Regions from separate parts of the Pan troglodytes genome. Here region 1 is linked to region 2. Evidence: chromatin contacts called from public Hi-C data. All regions are on one chromosome and are shown on one strand. The core of a region is the stretch at or near the end of the contact, and the rest is flanking DNA. Distances in the headings are between cores, read along the strand shown. Region 1 overlaps CUL4A (cullin 4A). Region 2 overlaps MCF2L (MCF.2 cell line derived transforming sequence like).

Region 1 (6,184 bases), core at 3,107-5,606, 280 kb before region 2:
TCAAATTCAATCTGCAACTTAGCATCACAGCCTAAGGGCCACCAGGTCTCTGGAGTTCTAGTTGTGCCCGCTGCTCGGGGTTTCCAGAGCACCCTCCACGCTCTGCTTCTGGTGCCACATCCACAGGAGGGCGCATCCTCCCCATCCCTTCAGGAGGGTCTCCTCTGGGAGGCTCTGCCCCAGATGCTTCACATGCCACCATTCCTGGCCTGACGCACAGTTCTCAACTCAAGATCTTGTCTCATGACTAATAAGGGCATTTAATATGGTAGTTTTTTTTTCTTTTGCCTTTAATGAACCAAATGATAATTTTTGTAATCACAGTTTTGCCACTGCACCAGGGAAATACAGTAATTCCCCTGCCTCTCCCATAAGCCTGCGACTTCTTGGAGGGTAGAAATCAGGCATGGGGGTCACTTTCCATTTTGCGGTGCCAGTGCAGTAGGTAGAAAGCAAGTGCTTGTGCAGTGAGTGAACTGATGGCACATTAGTCAACCCACAGAGTAGGAGTAACCGGCAAAAGATTCATTTGATCAGGTAATCAAATAGTCGTTTTCAAGTAAATTGGGACAGCAACTAGAGTAGGAACAATTATCGCCTACTGACTCTCATAAATGCCTAAGTCTTTGGGAGAAGGCTTGGGCATCTGCTAAAGACTTCCCCCAAGCCTAGGAGTCAGGCCACTTTTTGGATGGAAACATCTGGAACATAGGTTCCTGGAAGCGCATTGCTGAGCCGTGGCACTGGGGCGGGGCCTGCTTCTGTGCGCCCTCACAGGCGCCTCCTGAGATAAGGTGCACTTTGGCCAGGTTCCAAAAGGTGGTGTGCGGTCACTGATCTCTTGAACGACCTCATGATCTTTAGGGAAGGGCTTTGCTGGAAAACACTGCAGAGGCGTATTTACAGAAGCCAGCACAACAGAGCTGGAACTGACTTCACTCACATCTGTGCGGGGTGCTGTGGAGATTGTCTAAACAGAGACCTCTCACCCTGCATTTCAGCTTCCCTGTCACGTGCTTCAACTTCAGCAGCACCAACTGCTGCAGATTCCCTGAGGATCCTTCCAATGAACTCAGAATGGTTTAGTTTCCCAAGATCAGGGAGATGGGGGAGCAGAAGTTTCCTTGAACTAGAAGAACACTTAGAAATAAGCAAACACAAACCACCTAATTTTACACATGAAGAAACGGAGGCCTAGAAAAGTACAGCCACAAGTAGATTTTCTGCAATTATAAACTCTACTTTCTAATTCCTACCCAATGAGACACATGGACAGCTACAGTACTGGGAGGAGGCTGGGAAATGAGATTGAGTCCAGATTAAAGGATTTTCTATAGGATGCCAAGGAGCCCAGAGACTCCCCTGTAGACGTCTGAGTCACAGCTGGTGTGGCAGCAGAATTCTGAGATGCTCCTGCCCTGTCCCCACGTGGAGGATGCCTCACATCCAACTGTGAACGAGGCTGTGAATACGAAGGTCATCATTCCTTGACTGGGTTACGGGTTACATCATATAAGGCCCTATCTCAGCAGGTCAGACAGGCAGATTCTCCTGCTGGTCTAGAAGCAGAAAAGAGTCGTGCTGTGAGAGGAGAGGCAAGGACCTGTGCATGTGGAGCTGAGAGTGACACCAAGCAACACGGGACAGAAGGCAGGGCCCTCAGTCCCACTACCACAGGAACTGGCTTCCGCCGACTGCCTGCCCGTGCTAGCAAAGACCTCAGGTGAGGCCCCAACCTGGCTGACACCTTGACTCTGCCCGTGAGACTGAGCATAGAATCCACTGAATCCTGCCTGGCCTCCTGACAGACACAACTGTGAGCTGATAAGTGGGTGTCTCCATAAGTCGCCAAGTCGATGGGACTTTGTTGCCTATCACAGAAAGCCAATGCAGATGGTGTTTATTAGAATAAAGGATACTCAAACTTGAAGACATTTTTCAGAACATTTCCTAAATACTTCAACCATACCCAATAAATGAACACGGTTTCCCTTTAATTCAAATCAGCAAAATAATTTAAATGGTAAATTTCGCTTACAAACCTATCAAATAAAAGAGAACTTTAAAAGCTGTTGTTTTAATATTAAGGATACTCATTAGTTCTTTATCATAATAATGTTCAGTTTTAAAAGACTTAGATAATGAATAGAAACTTTATGAACCAAAAAAAGGATATTCTCTAAACGGAAGGATCTGTGCCTGGACGTGGTCTTCACAGGCCTGACGCAGTTGCTTGTAGAGCATTGGGGAGACTTTGTGAGAACAGAGATTTTCCACAGCCTGCAAACAAAAGGGCTACATCAATTCTTCAGTATGAACAACAGATTGGTTCATAAAAAAACCCTACTGTTAACATAGCTGTAATCATAAGAAAAAGGCACCCCACACCCTACCCCAGTACTTCAGGAATCTACAAATAAATTATTTATTATGGCTAAGTTTAGGGCACTTCTCGTTGGAACACTGCAGTCCAGTCATAGCTGGCATGGGGGTAGAGGTAACAACAGTTAATGTGGGCACATTGCACCTGCTGGACCTCCGGTCCCAGGCAGCTGGCCTGCACCACTCCTGAGCATCTATGGTGCCCACTCACTTGGGACTTCTCAACAGGTTTGATCCTCACAGGCCTGTTTCCGGGTGCTCCGATTCCTCAGTCTGAGGTGGGGGTCACTGGAGTGTGTTTGTGTTTAAGTTCACCTTGATGATTACAAAGTGAAATCAGGGCTAGAGAACCAAGAAAATCTTTTCCCTCAGTGACCACCTTCCCATCAGGAAGGAGAACAGGCTGGGCCTTCCCCTCACACTCCCCAGGGCAGTGATTCAGTCCAAACTGAGCTTTTTCTGGGTGACACAGGCCAGACTGTATTGTTTCCTATTTATTTTTCTGCAGGCTAGATGTGTAATTCACTTCAGTTTGTTTAATTAATAAACTTTCTTTTTTATTCTGTGAACATCCCTAATACAAGAAGAAATCTTTTTTTTTTTGAGTTGGAGTCTTGCTCTGTCACCCAGGCTGGAGTGCAATGGCAGGATCTTGGCTCACTGCAACCTCCACCTCCCGGGTTCAAGCGATTCTCCTGCCTCAGCCTCCCGAGTAGCTGGGATTATAGGCGCCTGCCACCACGCACAGGTTAATTTTTGTATTTTCAGTAGAGGAGGGGTTTCGCCATGTTGGCCAGGCCGGTCTCAAACGCCTGACCTCAGGTGATTTTTCCGCCTCGGCCTCCCACAGTGCTGGGATTACAGGCATGAGCCACCGTGCCCAGTTGACACCATTTTTTGAAGCAGAAAATTTTTTCTCACAATATTTTTACCCACCTCAAAGAAACAATGCTTGTACATTCTTACCAGTTCTAATAAAATTTCCTTTCCAATCTTAGGTACAAAAACTTAAACTCATTCAATTCCAATATGAAATATTATAAACAGAAATATGGTTTTTCTAACAAGTTTTGAACCAATGTGGGGTTCGAAAAATGTGGGGATATACAGAATAAAAACACTTTAGATAAATAATCTGAATTTAATTAGGACACAATATACCCCTAGGAAAAAAGGTAAATTAAAGTTATAAAGCTATTCATTTTACTAATACTTACAAGTATTAATAATTCCAATACTAAATATCGGAGAGCTGCTACATATTAACCAAAGTTAAATACATACAGTGATTACTACCATATAAAATACATGCATATTTACAAAGATCAAAAGAGGATGTGGAATAATTATAATTCTGTTTTCTAGCAAGCTTATTATCAGCATAATAACAAAGAAATACAAACTTTCCCCCTACATTTTGTCTTACTATAGAAACAGGGAATTCCTACCCACATTCTGTATTTACTTTAACTCCTTTCTCAAACTCTTCAATTCCATCCCTTTGAATTCCATATCTTCATAATTTGGTCAAAGATCTGCCATCCTTTTGTCTCCTCAAACAACCAAGAGAACTTTACGACAAAGGTTTTGCTCCAGTAGTTAAACATTAGTGAATCCCACAAACATAATTATTACAAAGTAAGTTTTTTATATAACACATGAAGAAAATGTATTTTCTTCAGCAAAAATCAACAGTAACTTAGGACCATTTTCTGGATGTTTTAATTCCTAGACCAAGAACCAATATCCTTAAAACCATCTTTTCCTGGTTGTGGCAAATGACTAAATATTTTATAACCCACTCTGCCTCCTATGTGTCCTATTTGGTGCACATTTACTATTCATATGAGTCATACTGCAATTTACTTTGTTTTTAAAATGAAGAATTTAAGAACCTCTCAAAACAAATGGCAAGCCCTGGGTAACCCAGGTTTGCTGTAGGTGCTGAGTCAGGACTCCCGGCTTCATATTACAGGCACTCATCACTGGAAAGGCGACAGCCTTTGTTTCTCCCCGCCCTGCCAACTCCTTGCTGGCAGGAACATACTGGAAGACTTTTTTGTGCTGTTACAGAAGCAGCACAACACAGGAGTTGCCCCTCCCCCAAATGGATTTTTGACACTCAATCATACTTTGAGATTTAGAAATACCCTCTCTGGATGCATAAAGCAACTAATCAGATGGTACTGTGCGCTTCATGTTGGTGCACTCAGGCCATTAGCATTTTAAAGATTCACCCCAGAGAAAAGGAATGTAATCCAATGATCGGAGGTAGAGAAGTATCATTTGCATTCTACTCCCATTAGTATCAAGATGCTTTCCTTGTATCAACAGCCAAGTGAGGAAACTTGGTGTATATCTACACCCAGCACTGTCTCTTCTCACATCACAGCTACTTCCTAACTAGCAGGTTCGTCAAATGATTGTCTGTATTAGCTCAACAGACACGTGTGTGAATGTCAAATACACGTCTATTTATAGTGTCAAAGCATTGCCTGGAGTGAACTCACTGCTACTTAAACAAAATGCTCACTGCGGATAAGGGCAATCCCTGCTCTCAGATGTGGAAGACAGAACAAGGAAGGCCATGGAGCTGTGGGACATGACCTCCATAGTCATACAGAGACCTCCACAGCCACATGGGACGTGACCTCCATAGTCACACAAAGACCTCCACAGCCACACAGATGAGACCTCCATAGTCACAGATGAGACCTCCATAGTCACACAGCGACCTCCACAGCCACATGCGACGTGACCTCCATAGTCACACGAAGACCTCCAAAGCCACGTGGACGAGACCTCCATAGTCACACACGACCTCCACAGCCACATGGGACCATGGGACGTGACCACCATAGTCACCCAAAGACCTCCATAGCCACACAGACGAGACCTCCATAGTCACATAGAGACCGCCACAGCCACATGGACGAGACCTCCATAGTCACACACGCGACCTCCAGAGCCACACGGACGAGACCTCCATAGTCAAACAGCGACCTCCACAGCCACATGGGACGCAACCTCCATAGTCACACAGAGACCTTCAGAGCCACATGGATGAAACCTCCATAGTCACACAGAGATCTCCACAGTCACACGGGATGTGACCTCCATAGTCACAAAGAGACCTCCACAGCCACACGGACGTGACCTCCATAGTCACACAAAGACCTCCACAGCCACATGGACGAGACCTCCACAGTCACACAGCGACCTCCATAGTCACACAGCGACCTCCACAGCCACATGGGACATGAGCTCCATAATCACACAGAGACCTCCACAGCCACACAGGACGTGACCCCCATAATCACACAGAGACCTTCAGAGCCACATGGATGAAACCTCCATAGTCAAACAGCGACCTCCACAGCCACATGGGACGCAACCTCCATAGTCACACAGAGACCTTCAGAGCCACATGGATGAAACCTCCATAGTCACACAGAGATCTCCACAGTCACACGGGATGTGACCTCCATAGTCACAAAGAGACCTCCACAGCCACACGGACGTGACCTCCATAGTCACACAAAGACCTCCACAGCCACATGGACGAGACCTCCACAGTCACACAGCGACCTCCATAGTCACACAGCGACCTCCACAGCCACATGGGACATGAGCTCCATAATCACACAGAGACCTCCACAGCCACACAGGACGTGACCCCCATAATCACACAGAGACCTTCAGAGCCACATGGATGAAACCTCCATAGTCACACAGAGACCTCCACAGCCACACAGGACGTGACCCCCATAGTCATACAGAGACCTCCACAGCCACATGGGAC
Region 2 (5,949 bases), core at 1,992-4,491:
ATTTCTGGTTTTAATAAATTACCCAGTCTGTGATGTTTTGTTATAGGAGCACAAACACACCACAGTAGACAAGCCCCGCGTTTAGGACGCACGAGACCAAAAGAAACCCTGGGAACTCACCCTGCCACTGCTCCCTGGGTCCTCAGGCCCGTGACTATTCTGCCTCCTCTTCCCCCCCTCAGAGTTGTCCTGTGTGTGCTTCCTACATTGAGTCCAGGGTTCTTTGTTTTACTCATGGGAAGAGCAAGAAAAAGTATATGTGTTCCACCTTCCTGGGATGAAGTCTTTTGTGAGTTAGTTTCTAAAGTAAAGCCACGGGATACGCATCCTCACAGCGCCTCTTCTGACTACGAGTCCTAAATACACCCTTTATTCAGGTTCTCTACCTAAATTCATTCAAAAGGAAGTCCTAAGACAACAAGGAGTGTTAGGTGTCAGTTTCACCACCTAAGAGGAAAACAATGACCTTGAGGAAACCTCATCTGTGACACCCATTTTCATCACAGCAAAATCTCAAGGGGGCTGGATCAGCAGACACAGAACTCTAAGTCCCTCTGAGCCCTCTGGAATACAACCCTGACTTGTCTTTGTAGTTCCCACTTCCAGCCCATTTGTACAATGTTTAATTTCCTATAGTAAGGCATGTACTTCAATATAGGTTTTAAAAATTAAACAAAGCAATACGTTTACCACAAGGTATCTAGCTACTGATTATCTCATGTGGGTCACAACCACGTGTGTTTTATTTATTTAGGGATTAAAGTTACTATAGTTTTTTTTTTTATCAGAAAGGGAGAAACATTATCTTTAGTCATATGTATTTCTTGGAGGATCTTGGATAGTTTTAGTCAGAATACTTCGGCAGGGTGGCAAAATGATGCTTCCTACATAAATTTTGACATTTCAAATAAAAAGATGATAAAGCGAAAAGTGATTTAAAAATTTTAGCATGAGTTATCAAAAGCTCTAGAATTTCAACAAATACAAATGGAAGAGAGTTTAAAATTTCAAAGAGAAATATTCTCAAAACATGATACCCCAGAAGAGCCCGGGCTTGCGTGCTGATGAGCTCAGGTTTCCAGTCTGAACACGCAGCAGCTCCTCACCTGTCTGAAGCCACATGGAAGCCACAGGGACAGTCCCAAAGAGAATAAGAAAATTAGAAGAATAAAGTACACGGCACAAACCCATCTCTCCATGGGCCCCTCCTCATCAATTCACCATCTACATGTTACTTTTGTACATCTATGATGAATGTCAGTGCCAACCCAATTATTGCTTTTGACAACCACACTTACTGAAGGTACAGACTGTGCCAGGCACACTTTATCACTCTCCCACTAGACAGAACCGCCATGATGCAAGATGCCATCCCATTTCACAGACCAGGGCATGAGGCCATGTGAGCATCCAGGCTTGTCTCCCACTCACTGTGTCTTCCTGCTCAGCAGGGCAGGAACTGCTGCTCAAGGTCAAAAAGGCATCCCAGAAGAATGGTGCCATCACTGCAAAGCAGTCACTACTTTAAACAAATCTCATAAAAAAAGATCCCAAAGATAGTGAATCAAAATCATTTCTTTATATAATAAGCACTTTAAAAAACATTAATAGACTTTATATTTTAGAGCAGTTTTGGGTTTTACAGAAAAATTGAGCAGAAAGTACAGGGAGTCCTCATATACTCCCCCTCTGCCCCACTTCCTTCCACAGTTATTATAACTTCTTGCATTGGTGGCCCATACATTACAATTTGATACATCATTACTAACTAAAGCATATCGTTTACTTGAGGGTTCATGTTTCCTGTTATGCAGTTTTGGGTCTTGAGAAGCGCATAATGTCATGGATCATGCAGAATAGTTGCACTGCCCTAAAACTCCCCTGTGTGATAAACACTTTTTAAAATCAAAAAGGCAATGGAACTTTCTGTATGAGACTGCAATGGTAGATATGTATATAGAGCACCAAGACTGAGCCTAAACAGCAGCTCCAGGCAGGACCCCACTCCCTTCAGGGCCCACCCTGCATCATCTTCCTCAAATGTTTTAAACACAAAAAAAATAGTGGTGCCTAATTGGCATTGCATCGATTTTCTTAAGAGCCAGGACTAACACAAAGTGATTTCAAAGCTTCCATTAGGACACCATGAACACTGGGCCCACGGTGGTGGCATCAGGCAGACCTTGCTCCCTTCTGCACAGAGCTTGCAGAGAAAGCCCAGGCAAGTAGGGTGGAGGGCCTTCCCTAAGAGGCTGATTCCCTGGCTCTTTCAGAAGTTCAGGTTTGGCCGGGCGCGTTGGCTCACGCCTGTAATCCCAGCACTTTGGGAGGCCAAGGCGGGCGGATCACAAGGTCAGGAGATCGAGACCATCCTGGCTAACACAGTGAAACCCCGTCTGTACTAAAAATACAAAAAATTAGCCGTGAGCCGAGGTTGCGCCACTGCACTCCAGCCTGGGCGACAGAGTGAGACTCCGTCTCAAAAAAAAAAAAAAAAAGAAGTTCAGGTTTAGCGGGACAGGACTGACAGATTGACAGCTCTTCTGCGGCTTAGCACTGGTGGTGCCTAGCCTTTCTGGAACGCATACTAGGAACGCGACCCTTGAGCAGGCGGCATCCCCCAACTCCACAGACAGACCCAGGTGTTCACCCAGGCCAGATGGAGCCGTAACAACGTCTGTGCTGCCCCCAGACACCAGAGCACACATACGCTGTACGGATTGGCCCAGTCTGCGAACCCCACTCATGACGGGGCCAGAGCAATGGATTCCCAGTAAATGAGGGTCATGAGCTTGCTCTTCACCCGGGACCCTCCCTTCATGGCCCGGGACCCACCCCTCACCCGGGACCCTCCCTTCATGGCCCGGGACCCTCCCCTCACCCGGGACCCTCCCTTCACGGCCCGGGACCCTCCCCTCACCCGGGACCCTCCCTTCATGGCCCGGGACCCACCCCCCTGTCGGGACCCTCCCCTCACAGCCCGGGACTCCCCTCACGGCCCGGGACCCTCCCCTCACGGCCCGGGACCCTCCCCTCATCCCCCGGGACCCTCCCCTCACGGCCCGGGACCCTCCCCTCACGGCCCGGGACCCTCCCCTCACGGCCCGGGACCCTCCCCTCACCGCCCGGGACCCTCTCTGCGCCCCTGGCCCGCAGGGCTCAGCTCCTCAATGCTGGTCTGAGAGGCCCGAGAGCGTCTCCCTCTCAGTTCTCAGTTCTCGGGGCCGCGCTGTCCCCGCTGCCACCGAGATCCCCTCACCCCGCCTACTACGCCTCCCGCCAGGTCCTTCCTGTCCGCCTGAAGCCTGTGGAGGCTTCCAGAAAGTGCTCCCAGATCTCCGCCGGCCCGAGCCGAGCCACCGCAGGCTGCTCGGGCCCCCGGCGGTGTGGTCCCTCCGGAGGGAACTGCGAGCGCTCCCGCCTTCCCCGTCTGTCCCCGGGTAAGGGACTGGCCGGCAGGGTCCCGCCCCCCGCGCGTCCTCTGCCCCCAAGCCCCCGACCCCAGGCCCTGGGCGCCTGCACGGGGCCTCCTCCTTGAAAGGCGCGGAGTGTCGGCTCTGGCTGCGGTGTTGCAGGCGCAGGCTCCCTGGAAGGCACCGCGCCGGGAAGAGCGGCCCGTCTCTCAAAGCCCGGGCCGCCGCGCCCCGGCCCCTGCAACCAAGGCGGCGCCTCTCCCGGGCGCCGGCGCCCTCCGTTGGGCCTGCTGGGCGTTCACGCCTGCGGCGCGGAGCCGGGAACCGGGAGCTGGGAGCCGCCGCCCTCCCCGCGCCTGGGCTCTGCGGCCGGGGGCCCTAGAGCTCGACCGCGACCCCCCAACCACAGCCTCGGGAGTGCGGCGCACAGCGTCGGGACTCAGCACCCGCGCCGCGGGCACAGGCGTGGCCGCCCCACCTGAACTCAGGCTGCTCAAGGAGGCGAGGCCTCCCGCGGTGCGAAAGCCCAGGGCCCACGCAGGCGGCGGCGAGCACCGGAGCAGCCCGAGACGCACGAAGGCCGCGCGCGAGGCCCGCGAAGCAAGGCGCGCAGTGTCCTTGTCCTGACCTAGCCGAGGGCTCCAAACATTGTGCTTGAATAGTAGAACAAGCAAACGATTTTGCCCCATAGAAGATCCGATGAGCCCTAAATACATATTCCTCCTCCAGCTCGTCTGTCCTGGCAGCGCCGGCAGGGACCAAAGGGGCGGACGCGCTGCGCCCCCACTCCTGAGCCGCCCCGGCCCTCAGGAAACTCAGAAGGAACCGCGGGCCCCTATGAGCCCGAGGGAGCACCACAGAAACCCTTGGAGGAGACACAGGAGAACGTCCTTGTAGTCTTAGATTAGGTGGTGGCTTCTTAGCACACAAAAAGCACAACTAACAACAACAACAAAAAATAGACCAATTAAACTTCATCACAATGTAAAACTTTTATGTTTTATAAAACACCATCAAGAAAGTGAATACAACCTACACAATTGGGAGAATGTTTGCAAATTTGTATCTAATAAGCGATTTGCCTCCAAAACACATTAAGAACTCCCACAACTCAACAGTAAAAAGACAACCGTATTCACGTGTGAGTAAACCCTTAAAGATAAAATGGCCAATAAGCATATGAAAAGATGGTCAACATCATTAGTTGTAAGGGAAATGTAAATTAAAACCACAATGATATACGCTTCACCTGCACTGGGACGGCTAGAATAAAAAAAGACAGAAAAGACAGATAAGAACAGCTGTTGGGGAGGATGTGGAGAAATCAGAACCCTCCCACATGCCTGCTGGGAACACAGAACAGTGCAGCCGCTGTGAAAGACAGTCTGTCAGTTCCTTACAGAATTAAACAAAGGCCGGGCGCGGTGGCTCATGCCCATAATCCCAGCACTTTGGGAGGTCGAGGCTGGAGGATCGCTTGAGTCCAGGTGTTTGAGACCAGCCTAGGCACATGGTGAAACCCTTTCTCTACTAAAAATACAAAAAAGTAGCCGGATCTGGTGCTGCGCACCTGTAGTCCCAGCTACTTGGGAGGCTGAGGCAGGAGAATTGCTTAAGCCTGGGAGGTGGAGGTTGCAGTGAGCCGATATCGCACCACTGCACTCCAGCCTGGGTGACAGAGCGAGACTGAAAAAAAAAAATAATAATAACATACAGTTACCGTACGACCAGGCGATTCCACTCTTACCTATATCCTTAAAAGAAATAAAAACAACTTACATCCACATTAAAACTTGTACATGAATGCTCACAGCAGCACTATTCACAATGGCCAACAGCAGAAACATCCCAAATGTCCACCATCTGATGAACGGATGAAGTGTGCTCTATCCAGACAAGGGACTATTAGGCAGCCATAGGAAGGAGGGAGGTTCTGATCCATGCTACAACATGGGTGAACCTTGAAAACTGCTGAGGGAAGGCAGCCAGACACAAAAGGCCACAAGTCATATGATCCCATTTACATGACATGTCCAGGATGGGCGACCATAGCAACAGAAAGTAGATTCGTGGTTACAAGGGATTGAAGAGAAGGGGGGATGGGGAGCAACTGCTAATCGGTGTGTTTGCTTTTGGGGTGATGAAAATATTCTAAAATTAGATAGTGGAGATCACTGTGCAACTCTGTGAATATGCCCAAACCACTCAATTGTACACACTGTATGGTGGATTGTTACGGTGTGAGCTATGCCTAAATGAAGCTGTTATTAAAAGTAAAGTGAATGCTGGACCAGACAATCTGCACATATCCACCAGCACCTCGTGGACAATGACAGTGGGGCTTTTTGAATGAATTCCCCTCATAGACTTTCCCTGCAAACCAGCCAGAAGCCAGTGAGAAACATGGTGAGGACACAAGTCCACTGAGGGCGGTCACCTGCGATCCTTTAAGTCACATCTGCTGAGCCCTAGGCTGGATGCTCCTTGCAGCTATTTCTGACAGCCTTCACCTCAAAGTTTACCAGGTTTTTGCTAG

Evidence for each region. A called contact is a pair of places that touch in the nucleus more often than the background predicts.
Region 1: a Hi-C map of stem cell-derived neural progenitor cells shows a contact between it and region 2, with 4 times the contacts expected there. The contact joins two enhancer-like sites. A contact is called at or near these places in 1 of 7 Hi-C or Micro-C datasets (stem cell-derived neural progenitor cells) and 1 of 1 datasets of contacts at active chromatin or transcription factors (stem cell-derived excitatory neurons).

The regions. Positions count from the first base shown.
Region 1 is chr14:118,848,628-118,854,811 of NHGRI_mPanTro3-v2.0_pri, reverse strand. It overlaps CUL4A (cullin 4A), which reads right to left. Exons shown (of 20, transcript XM_003314218.6): 3 at 2,177-2,280. The coding sequence starts at 2,244. Among named protein-coding and RNA genes, the nearest start is that of CUL4A, 11 kb to the right of the region's middle. Within about 2 kb of position 4,356, at least 7 of the 24 cell types and tissues checked have an H3K27ac peak or open chromatin away from gene starts, as enhancers often do. A contact at or near this core is called in stem cell-derived neural progenitor cells, where this site is marked.
Region 2 is chr14:118,566,828-118,572,776 of NHGRI_mPanTro3-v2.0_pri, reverse strand. The region is part of intron 2 of MCF2L (MCF.2 cell line derived transforming sequence like); the gene reads right to left. Among named protein-coding and RNA genes, the nearest start is that of MCF2L, 56 kb to the right of the region's middle. Within about 2 kb of position 3,241, at least 12 of the 24 cell types and tissues checked have an H3K27ac peak or open chromatin away from gene starts, as enhancers often do. A contact at or near this core is called in stem cell-derived neural progenitor cells, where this site is marked.